Regions from separate parts of the Ovis aries genome. Here region 2 is linked to region 1. The links are chromatin contacts, called in public Hi-C maps. All regions are on one chromosome and are shown on one strand. The core of a region is the stretch at or near the end of the contact, and the rest is flanking DNA. Distances in the headings are between cores, read along the strand shown.

Region 1 (2,980 bases), core at 383-2,882:
GTACACAGAGGGAAGCTAGTCATTCATTCCTCAAACACTTATTGAATCCCTGCTCTGCAAAGGCATGGTGTCTGCAGTGGGGACTGGAGAGGGGCTCCCCTGCAGCTCCGCATGGCCACAGATATAGCACACTGGCTGACATAGGCAGCAGGATTGTGAGCACTTTTCACGAGCTCTTATAGCGGAGCTGCTGGCCCTACATCCTCCTCCACTCTTCCTGCAGGACAGGTGGGGCTCAATCACAACCAATGATACAGGCGAAGAAAGGCAAGAGAAAGGAACAAGGGGTTTCCTTCAAATGGAGTCAAGAGAAGCCGCCCAAGGAAGCGACAGTTAAATTGAGGTAAAAAGAAAAACAGCCAACTAAGGAAGGAACTATGGGGGAAACTGACCCAAACAGACAGCAGGGAAGGAGCGAAGGTGCTACAGACTGAAGATAACGGACTTTCAAGAACCACTCAAACAATGAAAGTCAACAGATGTCAACTGATGGTGACTGTTACTGCCAAGTAGGGAGGCAATGGGGTGGGACCATAGGTCTCACCAGCCAGGGCAAGGAGTCTGGGTTCTACCACAAACGCTGTGACGGGTCAATCAAGGCTTGTGGGCACGGAATGACACCAGCTGATTTACATTTAAATGATCCAGTTGCTGTCAAGCCTGGATGGCAGGGGGCAACAGGGCAGACAAGACTGCAGGCTGTGGCAGCGTGGCCAGGGCGACAGGAGGAGACACCGAAGAGGCGACAGGTTCGAGATTTTGGATTTGGTGGCAAAATACAAAAATTCGTTGCTGGATTCTTGGTATATGGGAGGTGGTAGGTAGGTACCACACAAGTTCTCAGAATGGGGCAGACTACAGAAAAGAAGAGGTACTGAGGGAAGGGGTCGGAGGGGTGCCTAAGACCACAGGTTCGTTTGGGTCAGCTGAAGCCTCAAATAGAGTTGGCATGCGGGCCGCACCTGCCGTGTGCGGGCACTCGGGTGGACGCGGTGGGCATGAGGCGGCGGTCAGCGCAAAGGAGGAGACCCGGCACCCCGGGAAGAGGGGAAAACGTTCAGGAAGAAGAGGCCCGCCTCGCTCCCCTCAGCCTGTGCGCACTTCTCCCCGCGCTCGCAACCTCGCAACCGGCAGCGCCGCCTCCACCTGCGCCCAACGCACGGACCCCACGACTCCGTCCACCCGGGTCCCCGTAGTCGAGGGACGTGCTGCAGCCCCTCACCTTGGCTCGCTTCAGCAGCTGGATGATCTCGGCTTCGGCGTCCCCGGCTGCAGCCCCGCCCGCGCCCCGTCGCTCCTGCTCCGCCGCCGCGGGCCTCGAGGACCAGGCGAGCGCTGCAGGAAGGGGCACTGAGGTCACCGTGCTCAGCCCAACCAGCCCGGCCCGCCCGGCCCGCCGGCCTGCACCCCTCACCTGCCAGCAGCGGCAGTAGGCCCGAGCCTCGGCCGCGCGGCGCCCCTCGGCACGGCGGCGCCCGAACTCCCGGCGGCCCGGGCAGCAGGCACACCGGGTAGCAGCGGCCCCGCCGTTCCGCCACCCGCAACAGACCTCGGGCCAGGCCCACAGCCAGACGCCGGTACATGGCCCCCAGAGCGTCCTCTGCGCACTGCGGCCACGGGCTCCGGAAGTCCCGCCCCTGGCGCCGAACGCCCGCCGATTGGCCGGACCGCCCGCATGCGCCGGGACGCAAGTCTACGTCACCTCGCCTTCCTCCCCTGCCCCGGAGAACGCGGGACCGCCATGGCGGCTCCGACTGGGCCTCTCACGTTACCAGCTGTGGTGGAGGAGCTGCTGAGCGAGATGGCGGCGGCTGTGCGGGACGGCGCGCCGAGTATGGGCGGGGGCGCGGGAAGCAGCGCCGGCGGGACGGGGTTCGGGGGTCCGGGCCCACTGGGGAGGTCTCCGCCCTCTTAACTCGCCTGTAGCCCTTCCTTCCCGCGGTCTGTGTTTGTTCCAAAAGGTTCCCCTCCTGACCTCTGTGCACGAGTGACTGTTTCAGGGCCCCAGATGCAGGACTTGAGGGGTCTGGACGCTGTGGCTGTGCCTTTATTCCTCTGACCAGCAGAGGACGCTCTGTGACCAGACTCCCCTGGCCGCAAGCGCACGGGGCCAGAGCGCGTCCCCGTTAGAGCTGGCGCCACCGCCGCCATCTGAATGACCATCCAAAACATCGGTTAGGCTTCAGTGAACCTTGCTGGTTCACTTGGGCGGCGTTTGTTTGCAAAGGACCGCACTTTGAAAAGGATTTACCTTGACTTGTTTTTTAAAGAATTGAGAGGAGGAAGCCAACTTTTCTCATTTCAGTTAAATCTAAAGCAGTACATGTGCTTAAAAGATGAGGCGAGCCAGGTATTCGAACATCCTCTAATCCCAAAAAGCTTGGGGGAGAAACCAGTCTGTTGACAGCTCAAACAGTGGTTGCCAGAAAGGGTTGTGTGTGAAGAGCACAGTGTGAGAGTCTTGAAGGGGGCGCCCCTGAGGCTTGGGGCTCATAGAGACTACTATCACCGATTCACGTTTTTCAGAGCCATTTTCTTCTAGTTAAAAATCTTTGTTCTTAGACAGTCATACACTCTTCCTGAGCCCCCTCCTTCGACGATAATTTTCTTTAGATCAGTATTCTGAGTTTACACTTATATGATGTAAAATATAGTCACAGCTGAGCCATGTAGTAAGTGATGACTACTTCTTTACTGTAACTTTTTGCTTCCTCTCAAAACTGTCATGATTGCATTTGTTTGGTTGTTTACTTTTCTATATGTTTATCCCTAATTCAATAACTTCCTTTTAGCTCAGATGGTAAGGAATCTGCCAGCAATGTAGGAGACCCAGGTTTGATCCCTGGGTCAGGAAGATCCCCTAGAGAAAGAAATGGCAACCCACTCCAGTAGTCCTGCCTGGAGAATTCCATGGACAGGAGCCTGGCGGGCTACAGTCCATAGGGTCGAAAAGAGTCAAACATGACTAAGTGGCTAACAC
Region 2 (2,918 bases), core at 53-2,552, 180 kb after region 1:
ATGACCATGTACCTCTGGGAAGTACAGGTACCCTCAAAGAATCCAAGACTTTATAATAGCAGTACCAAGTTTAAAACCTCCTCACAGTGGCGTCACCCTGGACACTGCAGAAGTTAAAGCTATTCCCTGGTCAGTCAGTGATGGAGGGGTAAAGAAAATGTGGTTTACATACAAGGGAATATTATTCAGCCTTGAAAAGGCTCTCTCCTAGGGCCTGGCCATAGCCTGTGATTGGGTCTCCCTTCCATCCACTAGTCCAGTCTGCACAGCCAGCCAAAACGCTCCTTCTAAAATGAGGTCAAGTCCAGAAGAATGGATAAAGAAGAAGTGGTACACATATACAATAGAATACTACTCAGACATTTAAAAGAATGAAATAATGCCATTTGCAGAGACATGGATGGACTTAGTGTCATACTGAGTGAAATAAGTCAGACAGAGAAGGAGAAATATCGTACGACATCCCTTACATGTAGAATCTTAACGCATGATACAAAACAGAAACAGACTCACAGACTTAGAGAACGAACTTATGGTTGCCAGGGTGGGGGGAAGGGATAGTTAGGGAGTCTGGGATTGATATGTACACACTGCTATATTTAAAATGTATAGCACAGGGAACTCTGCTCAATGTTCTGTGGCAGCCTGGATGGGAGGGGAGTCTGGGGGAGAGTGGATACAGGTATATGTATGACTGAGTCCCTTTGCTGCCCATCTGAAACTAACACAACATCGTTAATTGACTAGTAGCAGTGGTATCCAACTCTTTTGCAATCCCATGGACTGTAGCCCACCAGGCTGCTGTGTCCATGGAATTCTCCAGGCAAGAATACTGGAGTGGCTAGCCATTCCCTCCTCCAGCGGATCTTCCCAGTCTAGGGATCAAACCCAGGCCTCCCGCATTGCAGGCAGATTCTTTACTGTCTGAGCCACCAGTATAGCTACCGTTAACTGGCTATACTGCAATATAAAAATAAGTTAAAAATAAAAAGTAAATAAAATGAGGTTGGGTGAGTCACTCCTCCTTCCCTCAGCCCCCAACCCCAGCTGTCTGCCCTGCACCCCTCCCACTTCGGCTGCAGCCATGTGCCTGCACTGTTCTCGTCCATGTTTGTTCATGGAGCTCCACGGATGGGGGATCTCTGTCCTGCCCCCTGAGGTTGCCCTGTTGCCTAAAATAGTGTCAGACACACAGTAGGCACTCAAAAATGTTTGTTGATCTAATTGCATGAAAGTCAAAAGGACCTCTAGTCAGAGTGGGGGCTCCCAGAACATGAGTCAGTGCGTGGACGAGGCTGCCATCTAGTGTTGGGGCCCCTTGCAGTTTTGGAAAGGGGGTACCTAAAAGGCTTAGCATCTCTTGGGGCCCTGGGATGTGCAGTTAGGGGGTATCAGGGAGGACAGCCATCTACCACCAGGGGCCATCCCATTCTCTAAGCCCATGCCCATCAGTTAAGACCAGATCTGCATCACAGACACTGGAGGGAGAAAAGGAAGAAGCAGGTGTCTGGGCTGGGCTCTGCCACAGAGATGTTATAATACTGATTCGAAATCAGTTGGGAGGAGCAAGTGTTCAGTGTAGAAATGGGCGGGCATGGAGAAGACAAAGTAACACTCGTGTGACCTCCCTGAAGTGTTGTGATCTGGGCGAAACACTGCCTTCTCCTGGAGGCTGTGGTGAGGTTGAGCGAGGCCAAAACCTGGTGCGGGGTGGGGTGGGGGAGGGTACCAGGTAGGGCCGGAACCCCTGCCCCGTCCACACCCCTCCCTGCCTTTCAGTGGTTGCTCTGGGTACTGCGATGGTGACAGGGCCCTGGGGATGCTCGGGCCTGGACATCAGAACCCAGAGACAATCCAGCCCCTTTACCAAGCTCCCCCAGCACCCAGGTTAGACAGCACATTAGCAGCAGTTGCCATCATATGATCAGTACTACCTGAAGAGTGAGCATTTCCTTCTGTGCTAGGTTTGAGGGCTCCTCCCCAAGGACAGATTAATTCCCAGCAAAGGGTACAATACAGGCTGATCACAGGTTTAACTGCTATGAGTTTAAAACCACAACACTGTATAACTGTATAATTGTTTCATGACAGGATCCCTTCCAAAATTAATATACTGGGAAAAAAACAGATTATACCATCCCACGCCATTACCGAAAACATGTCCCAAAGCCAAATGTTGAGGGCCATAAAAAGAATTCTGTCCCCTAAGTGTTTACATATAATTTATAATTACATCTTTCCTTTAGGAGGAAATCAATCACGTACTGCTAGTATTTTCCTTCTTTTCTTTAGTCTCATTTTTGTCTTTACAGCTGAATCTATAGAGAGTGGTGGCGACTCCAGTGAGCTCCTGCTGGGGGTGCCCTTTCTAACAGTGAGTCACCTCCTTGGTACCTCTCAATGGTACTGAGATATTAAAACCCACACTTATTACTAGTGCCAGAGCTCTCATTCCCCTGGTTTTCGTGCACAGAAAATAAAGACAAAGTGTGAGCTGACACTCACAGAACCACCTAACACAACTGCACAATGGCAGGGGTGCTGGCACCTGCAGCAGAGACAGACCTGCTGATGGGTGACCTGCCGGCCAGTGCTCCTAGTGGCTGGTTTGTCAGCTGATGCATGGGTCTGAATTCACAGGAATGGGGCAGACTGGGGATATGTGACCATGTACAAAAGCGCCAGCTGTACAAAAGCTGATATGAAAACATTAAGGACTACCCGCACTTAAAACCCAAAAGCTCCACAGACAAGTGCAATTTTTTAATCTAACTTGATTAAGTCAAAGGATGTAACTTCATTACAATCAAATCTCATTACATTCAGGAATTTGAATGATAACTGTTGGAATACGTTCCAAATAGCCCATCACAGTTTATGAAGCATTCACAGACCTTTGCTATGACATCACTGAGCTG

What was found. A called contact is a pair of places that touch in the nucleus more often than the background predicts.
Region 2: a contact with region 1 is called in a Hi-C map of hypothalamus, with 4 times the contacts expected there. The contact joins the enhancer-like site here to the promoter of TTC19 in region 1. A contact is called at or near these places in 2 of 16 Hi-C or Micro-C datasets (hypothalamus and muscle).

Annotation. Positions count from the first base shown.
Region 1 is chr11:33,236,794-33,239,773 of ARS-UI_Ramb_v3.0, forward strand. It overlaps TTC19 (tetratricopeptide repeat domain 19), which reads right to left and starts at 1,633. Exons shown (of 9, transcript XM_060395474.1): 1 at 1,415-1,633; 2 at 1,223-1,335. The coding sequence starts at 1,583. It overlaps ZSWIM7 (zinc finger SWIM-type containing 7), which reads left to right and starts at 1,715. Exons shown (of 5, transcript XM_042256702.1): 1 at 1,715-1,832. The coding sequence starts at 1,742.
Region 2 is chr11:33,417,514-33,420,431 of ARS-UI_Ramb_v3.0, forward strand. All of the region lies in intron 3 of SPECC1 (sperm antigen with calponin homology and coiled-coil domains 1), which reads right to left. Among named protein-coding and RNA genes, the nearest start is that of SPECC1, 71 kb to the right of the region's middle. Within about 2 kb of position 1,303, at least 4 of the 54 cell types and tissues checked have an H3K27ac peak or open chromatin away from gene starts, as enhancers often do. A contact at or near this core is called in hypothalamus, where this site is marked.